Regions from separate parts of the Sus scrofa genome. Here region 2 is linked to region 1. A link is a contact called in public HiChIP or PLAC-seq data. All regions are on one chromosome and are shown on one strand. Each heading gives the region's core, a stretch centred on a gene start, on an enhancer-like site or on the middle of the called end of the contact. The rest is flanking DNA. Distances are from core to core; before and after follow the strand shown.

The links. HiChIP or PLAC-seq counts read pairs in DNA pulled down with a chosen protein or histone mark.
Region 2: a contact with region 1 is called in an H3K27ac HiChIP or PLAC-seq map of alveolar macrophages. The contact joins the promoter of SRSF4 here to the promoter of SESN2 in region 1. A contact is called at or near these places in 1 of 5 promoter capture datasets (fetal liver) and 1 of 2 datasets of contacts at active chromatin or transcription factors (alveolar macrophages).

The regions. Positions count from the first base shown.
Region 1 is chr6:85,318,761-85,323,238 of Sscrofa11.1, reverse strand. It overlaps SESN2 (sestrin-2), which reads right to left and starts at 1,257. Exons shown (of 12, transcript XM_021095666.1): 1 at 1,242-1,257.
Region 2 is chr6:86,090,613-86,094,965 of Sscrofa11.1, reverse strand. It overlaps SRSF4 (serine and arginine rich splicing factor 4), which reads left to right and starts at 2,363. Exons shown (of 6, transcript NM_001077216.1): 1 at 2,363-2,469. The coding sequence starts at 2,363. It also overlaps a transcript of MECR not described here.

The DNA of each region.
Region 1 (4,478 bases), core at 8-2,507:
CGACTCTGCTATAGCTCAGAACAGACGGGGAGGGGAAAAGGTGGTTCACAGGATTGTCCGTTCTTGAAAAGAGGCCAGGCAACAGCTAAGTAAAGATTGTGTGGTTGTTGAGGAGTTTCCCTGATGCCAGCAGGAACCAGATTCCCAAAGGACACTCCCCCGCCCCCCCAGCCAGAATGCACTTCCCGTTGTTTCGGCTTACTCTCTCACCGTACAGACGGAAGCCTGGGGTCCAGAGAGAAGGCATTTGCTCAAGGTCCCTCAGGAAGCTGGTCACAGGGCAATACCTGGAACCTTGGGGTCCAGGTCCCCAGTCGAGGGCCACTTGCACCACAACACACGGCCCCAGGAGCCTCACATTTCCAGGAAGAATTCTTTGCTGAATTGGCTCCGATGTCCTGATTTCCCTCTTCCTCCTTCTCCTCCACGCCTAGAGGCTCCATATATTCCATTCTCAATCACCCTGAGGCCTGTCACTGAAGCAATGCCCCAGGGCCTTGCCACCATCCTGATCCACTTCTTCCTGTCCTCAAAAGTCTTTTGTATACCCCCCACTCCTCGAAAAAATTGTGCTTGGAAGCAGAATTAATGTTGAAGGGTCCAGTTCTAACCCTTAGCTGTGCGAATCCAGGCAAGTCACTTCGCCTCTCTGAACCTGGTTCCTGCTGAGTAAAATGGGGCGATAACGTTTACCTTCACAGGGGCTATTGTAAGGATGAGAGCTAAGGCATACAAATTCCTTAACAAGGCTTGAATAAAGATTAAGAGACCAACAAACTGTAAGTATCATTTAAATTGTTACTATTGTTCTTATTTTAAAGTACAGTGACTGGCAGATAGTTTTGTGTTCAAGAAAGGTGATTATAACCATTGAAATTAAAAGTTTGGCGCTAGAAACCCGGCCTTAAGCCGGGACTAAATAAACGATGGTTAATGATATAGCTTTTTTTTTTTTTTTTGTCTTTTTGTCTTTTTAGGGCCGCATCGGTGGCTTGCGGAGGTTCCCAGGCTAGGGGTCGAATCAGAGCTGTAGCTACTGGCCTACACCACAGCTCAGGGCAACGCCGGATCCTTAACCCACTGAGCGAGGCCGGGGAGAGAACCTGCGTGCTCATGGATGCTAGTCAGATTCGTTTATGCTGAGCCAGGAAGGGAACCCAAGTGATGTTGCTTTTTTGACCCAAGGGTGCCCAGGACGTTTGCAGTCCAAAAATCTCCTGAACAAAAGCTGCTGCGCTTACTTGTTTTCGGTCAGCAACAGGCTCCTCTTACGAAAACCGCGGGCGTCCAATGAACAGGAAGATGGGCGGGGTTGCCTGGCAGCCAATAGCAGTCCGCAGCGGCATGCGGGCTAGGCCCAGGCAGGTTTCCAGGCTGGTTAGGGAAACTAAACCGCAAGACAGTTTGCTCGGCGGGGAGTGTCTCCAAATTCTCCTCGCTCTGCTTATCAACCGGGCTCTGATTGGTGCAGACTGTGTCGGCCCGCCCCTCCCGCCGCCGGCCCCCTCCCCTGGGAGGTGGCAGGGACTATCCCCTTCGCTTTCGTTTCTTTTTTTTTTTCTCTTTCATTTTCTTTTAATGAACTTTTGGTTTTAGTGCATGTTTTTCCTTTTCAAATTATAAATGACATATGTTATATCAGAATATTTTGAAAATACAGGAAAGTGTAAAGGTACAAAAGACGTAACTCGAAATATTTCCCCCCCTTTATGTTTTCTAATGTTTTTCAGGCTTTCTACTCTAAACTGGTATTACTCCTGTTCATTATTCTATTGTAAAAGTGTAAAACTGGAAGGGATCAAAGTGCTCACCAAAGAGGACTGGTTCAAATAATAAACCAGATTCCCAAAAGACCCTCCAGCAGGAATGCACTTCCCGTTGTTCTTGTCTCCACAGTGGAATATCATGCAGTAAAGAAGCAGGAGGTAGCTCTACGTGCTCTATTGTAGATGCTCTAGGTGAAATGAAAATGTATGCTGCATTTAATGTTAGGTTAAAACAAACAAAAAAACAAGTTGCCCAGTGATGCACTTAGAATTATGTCATATGAAGTTCCCGTTGTGGCGCAGTGGTTAACGAATCCGACTAGGAACCATGAGGTTGCGGGTTGGATCTCTGGCCTTGCTCAGTGGATTAAGGATCCGGCCTTGCTGTGAGCTGTGGTGTAGGTCGCAGATGTGGCTCGGATCCTGTGTTGCTGTGGCGTAGGCCGGTGGCTACAGCTCTGATTAGATCCCTAGCCTGGGAACCTCCATATGCAGGGGGAGCAACACTAGAAACGGCAAACAGACAAAAAAAAAAAAATAGAATTATGTCATAGATACCATCCATAAATATACAGAGGCAACAAAAGTCTGGAAAGATGTGTAGTTTGCAACAAACTATTAGGATCCAGTTACATCTGGAATAAAAGGATGATAGAGAATTATAAGGTTTTATGCACTATATTTATTTAATGATTGTTTAAAAACCAAGATGGGACTTCCCACTGTGGTGCAGTAGGTTAAGAATCCTGTGTTTCTGCAGCTGTGCCTGCCAGAAGTCACAGTTTGGGTTGGGATTTGATCCCTAGCTGCAGGGCTTCCATATACCACTGGTTCAGTTGAAAAAGCAAATAAATAAATGAATGCCAAAATGTATTATGTTGGTAACTTAATAAATAAAAAAGGATCCTTTTAGAGAATGGGAGCAATCCTTTCAAAATTCTAATCCTACTACCAAGAGAGGATCAGTGTTAACATATTGGGGTTTTTTTTTGGGGGGGTTATATTTATTTACTATATATTATATATTCTTTTAAAAATCTTTTTTGGGGAGATATGCTGCAGGAGTGGCCCTAAAAAAAAAAGACAAAATATAAAATTTATATATATGTTCTTTAACCTATGCATATATATAGTATATAAATTATGTATGGTTATATTGCCTGCTTTTTCCACTTACTACATTTCATGATAATTTTCAAGATATTAAGTATTCCTTAACATAATTAAAAAAAATAATAACCTGAGATTTTACAGATAGGTCATGTTGTTTTTAGTAATTTTTTTAACTGAGGTAAAATTGGTTTATAAAATTATATTACATGTCAAATGAAACTAAATTTCTAGAAGCAAATTCACAAGTCAAAGACTGTAAACAAATACATTTTGCTTGATGCTAATGATAAAAACTTTTAAAAGTTTATATCTGTGAATATTATTGAACCTGTTTTCAGTTGAGCTGCCATAACAAAATATCCTAGACTGGGTAGCTTAAAAAACAGAAATTTATTTTGTCACAGTTCTGGAGGCTGGAAGTCCAAGATAAGGTGCCAGCATTTTGGGGTTCAGGGGAGAGCTGTCTTCCTGGCTTACGAATAGCTGCCTTAGCACTGTGTCCACAGATGGCAGATCATAAGTAAGCTCTCTGATGTCTCCTCTTGTAAGCATACTAATCCCATCATGAGGATCCCACTCTCATGACCTCATCTAAACCTAATTATCTCCCCAAAGGCCCTATTCTGAAATACTATCACACTGGGGGTTAGGAGTTCAACTCATGAAATTAGGGGGACACAATTCAGTCCATAGCAATCCCTAAAATGAGCCTGGCACTCTGCTTCAGGCAGAGGTACAAAGGTGAATAATGTGCAATACCTGGTTGCCAAGGTCAAGTAGATGAGGAAGATGGAAGCAAATATGGATAGCTCAGATAAGCAAAGACATGATAATAGTCTGACCAAGGAGTTCCCGTCATGGCACAGAGTTAGCGAACCTAACTAGGACCCATGAGGTTGTGTGTTTGATCCCTGGCCTTGTTCAGTGGGTTAAGGATCTGGCATTGGCGTGAGCTGTGGTGTAGGTTGCAGATGCACCTCAGATCTGATGTTGCTCTGGCTGTGGCGTAGGCTGGCAGCTGTAGCTCTGATTGAACCCCTAGCCTGGGAACCTCCATATGCCGCAAGTGTGGTCCTGAAAAGTGCAAAAACAAACAAAAAACCCCACAAAAACAAAAGCAAAAAGAAATAAACAAAGAAAATAGTTCGACGAAGTCACTACTGAGCATAAAACTCTTTGTGGATCTTATCATCCAGTTGTATTTGGATATACAATGGGTCATATTTGGTCTGCTGATAGATTTTATCCACTCCTCTAGGTTTACAAAAAATTGATGAAGTTGCTAAGCTATAAAAATTAGGTCCAGGAATTCCCTAGTGGCTCAGTGGTTTAAAGATCTGTCATTGTCACTGCTGTGGTGGGGGTTCGAGCCCTGGCCCAGGAATTTTCACGTACTGCAGGCACAGCCAAAAAAAAAGGAGTTCCCATTGTGGCTTAGTGGGTTAAGAACCCTACTGATATCCATGAGGATGTGTGTTTGGTCCCTGGACTTTCTCAGTGGGTTAAGGATCCAGCATTGCCGTGAGCTGTGGTGTAGGTCCAGACTCTGCCAGTGGCTACAGCTCTGGTTAGATCCCTAGCCTGGGAACCTCCATATGT
Region 2 (4,353 bases), core at 1,114-3,613, 770 kb before region 1:
ATATCATAGTGATGAGGGTACTCAGAGAAGGTGGGCAAAGAAGGTCTAAATCCTGAGTAAGAAGTCATCCATATTCCAGGCAGAGGGAGCAGCATGTTTAATTTTAAAGCCTTGATGTGTAAACAATATGACCAAGCCTTAACTAGCTTAGTTAAGTGGGAGTAGAGAGAAGTGAATGGATTCTTGAGTATTTAGAAGTGAGAATCAACTGGACAGAATGCATGTGGTGCTTGAAGTTTGAACTTGGGCACCTTGCTAGAAAGAGATGCCACTCCCTGAGTTAGGGAGCTCCAGAGGAGAAGCAGGTTTTGGAGACAGACATTTCCTCTCAAGGAAGGGGGGTGCTCTTTCCCCAGGTTGACCAGATTATGTAACAATCAAGGTCAGCATCAGTTCTTCATAGTAACTATGATCCTCACACTTTTCTAAATACCAAATGGAGCAAAGATTGCAACATAAAAATAAGTCTTAGGAGGTCCCTCGTGGCCTAGTAGTTAAAGATCTGGCATTGTCACTACTATGCCACAGGTTCCATCACTGGCCCAGAAACTTGTGCATGCCTCGGGCATAGCAGAAAAAAAAGTCCTAGAAGTAACAATATACAAATGACTGGTTTTTTTAAAAAAAAATTTTTTTTTACCTAAGTGAGGAAGGCCTTTCAAACTACAATGCAAAATCCAGAATCAAAGAAAAATAAAGGATGGATAAATTCAATCCATAAACATCCTTTGTTTTTGCAAGGCAAACTCACACTGAGGAAAAGTTCGCAACTCATTTGACAGAGCTCATTTTCCTAATTATATAATAAATCAATAAGAAAAACAGGCAAAAAATATAAACAGACACAAAAAGGAAAATGTCTCTTACACATAGGAAATAAGACTCACTCAAGGTAATTACAAACTATCCTGAGACACCATTTTTCAGCTATCAGATTGATGTTTGATAATGTGATGATGAGATGGAGAAACAGATACTTATGGAAAATCGAGCAAATCTATCAAAACTGCCCTCCCACACCCTTTGATCCAACTATCTTATCTCTAGGAATAGATCCTACATATATATATGTATACAAAACTACTCACTGAAGCAGTTATAACCAAAGGTTTGAATCTATTTCAATGTCCTTTCCTAGGCACTGATTACACAAATCAGTGTATAAAATGGCATATTATAAACCATAAAAATAATCCTGAGGAAGCTCCTTTTGTACTCTTACAGAATGAGTTTCAAATTATATTAAATGCAGAACCATACGTGTGGTACACCACAAGTTGCTTTACATGTGTAAAATACCTCAAAGAACATTTACGAAATTGATTATATTGTGTGGGCCTCTCAGGGAGTGGAGGGTGGGGAACTAGGCTGCCAGAGGACAGAGATGGGAAGACTTTTCACTGTATATCATTTGAACCAGTTAATGAATTACCTTTCAAAATATAATTTCTGAAGTAAATAAAAACAGCAAAGAAACAAAACTCCTTTGTGATTCTAGATAAACTGGGTAGGAGAGAAGGGAACCAATATTTACTGAGCTCCTACCACGTCCCAGATACTGAAGCCCTTCCACATACTCTCTTAGTTACCCTGGTAGTCCACTGAGATGGGATAAATTATTCTAATTTTACAAGTCAGAAAATAGATTAAATTGGTAATTTAATAATTTAGCCAGTGACAAGCCTAATCTAGCTCCAAAGTTCTAGTCTCTACTTTGCACACTGCTTCCACTGAAGCAAACTGTCCTATTTTTAAAATAATATTGCTATTATTTATTGGGCACTTACGAGGTGCTAGGAACAACTCTGGAAGGCTGGAATTACTAATCCCCCTTTTACAGAGAAGACGAAGCCGAAAGGCGCGTAATGAGCTCAAGGTCACAGACAATTAGAAGCCAGGTTTAATTCCAAATCTGCTCTAGAGTCGATACAGCTCCGGGTTCAAGGGACAAAAGCAGCAATGCTCTCAGGGCTGGAAGGAGGGGGACGTGGACACTTCCGGGGGAGGGGCGAAGCCCGCGGGCTGCGCCAAGCGGCGCAGGCCCCTCGCGCCAAGCTCGCGAGAGGATGTACCCCCGCGCCGCCTGTCGATCACCTGGTCCCGCCCTGCGCCGGCGCGCCTCCGGACAGGCCCCGCCTCCACCTCCGGCAGGGCGGGAAGAAGGCGCGTTCCCCCCCCCGTTACTCTCCGCGGGCGGGCGGGGGAGGCGCGTGCTCGCGAGCTGCGTGCTCGCGTACGTCGCCGGGTTCGGCTGCGTCCGTCCCGCCGCCCGCCCGTTGCCGCCGCCGTCGCCGCGCTCTCGCTTCGCCGGCCGCCGCCTAAGGGGCTGGGGCCGGGCCAAGCCGCCGCCGCAGTTGCCGGGATGCCGCGGGTGTACATCGGCCGCCTGAGCTATCAGGCCCGGGAGCGCGATGTGGAGCGCTTCTTTAAGGGCTACGGGAAGATCCTAGAGGTGGATCTGAAGAACGGGTGAGGAGGGCGGAGGAGGGGCTGGCTGGGTGGGGATGGGACCCTGGCGGTGGCGGGGAGGCCTCGGTGACGGGAGAGGGACGCCTACCCCGCGCAGAGCGCCTACCGGCCTGCTCCCGCTCCGCCATAGTCGCGGCGCCTCGGGGGCGCGGGTAGGCCCCGGTTCCCACTGCGCCTGCGCGGGTGGGGGTGGTGGAGGGATAATGGGAGCGATGGTGAGGCTCTGAGTGGGACGGGGAAAAGGAAAACCCGAGTGGGATTGGGACTCCGGGCGGGAGGGCACAGCTCCAGGACAGCTGGGGAGGCCTGGCTTTTTCCTTCCCAGGGCCTGGTCGATCTCCGGTAGAGACAGACCTTTCCCGCTCTAAGGGCTGCTGGAAATAAACAGATTTCCTGCTCCCTTTTCATTTCTTACCCAGTTTAATGGATCAGATGATCACAGCGCATTTCTCCCAGGGACGGGAGCTCTGAAGGGACACCCTTTTTAGACTTGCCCTGTGCTACACTTTTTTGAGCGGGAGACTCTGGTTTGAGTAGTCTAGTGACAGTTTCGAAAGTATCGGCGTGTGTGGTGCCGAAAGCCTTCACCGTTCCCTCTACAAGGATAAATTAGAGTCTTAGCATGCTATCTTTAAGACTGCGTACGAAGTTTCCATGCTGTGGTTTCCGTTCTCTAACTTGGCAAAAAAATTGCTTTGTCTTTGTAGAATTTGTTAGAGAATAATGGCCCCGGTAACTAGTTAACTAGTTGATGTAAACGGAGACTTACAGCTTGAAACTGCTAACTTGCTACCTATCCGGGTGTGTTCTGTTGCTTGTATTCCTAATTGACTTTGGTAGAGCAGGGCCCACAGGGGCTACAAGTTTCTGGGAAAACAGATTAGGAGTCAGGCCTGGAGAAGATAATCAACAAGGGGAAACTGTGAGAACCAGAAAATGTTAGCGGGTATACAAAGGCATGGATATACAAAAATAAAAGGAGTAAGGGGGACATTTTAGTGTACTAAACCTTGGGTGTTAAGAGGAACTCTGGCTTTTTTTTTTTTTTTTTTTTTAAGACCTGCTTTGCAACAAGTTTGTTATGGGTACAGTTTACTCCCAATGTAATGCTAGCAACTAACATTTGAGAAGTTAAGAAAAATACCTGAGTTGCACATTTGAAAAAAACTGGAAGCTACAGTATACTCAAACTGTTGCCTAGGTTTAAAAAGTTATTTCAAATTAATTGTTAGGCAGAATCACCTTCTTGCTAAGGAAAGTGTCATCAAGTGTTTATTATGAATACTGATTTCTTTTAGAGTAGAAGTCTTCGGAAATTACTTGTTTTGTACGGAAATTACTTGTTTCAGTTCTTATACTAGATAAAGTGGGCCGGAGGTTGTTATTGTGATATGTATCATATATCTGAATGATCGAGAATGGAGTTTAAACTTACAGATTTTCTTTAGAGCCCAATTAAGTTGTCGGGATAATTAAATTTGGTAAGGAAAGCTTAGGTTTTGAAATCAGGCAGGCCTGGGTCAAATCTTAGCTTCACCACTTACTATCTGTGGGCCAGTTATTTCTCTGATTCTGAGTTTCCTCATCCACAAGGAAAAGGAAGATTAGAGGTAATAATTGTAAAGCATTTGGCTCATTGCTGTAAATGGTAGCTATAATCAAAGGGATTTGACCATGATCATAAGGAGACACATCTTAGCTTGTTGAGTGTTTAATAGTGTGAAGCATATTTGGTGAAGTCTGTTTTCTAAGGTTCCTCAGGTAATGATTGAAGTCTGTTTTCTAAGGTTACTTAGGAAATGATTGTTGATGTTAATGGGAAAAGTAATTAATGGATCATCTGTGTTGCTAACGAATGTGCCTGCTATTGTGCTAAATGAATTG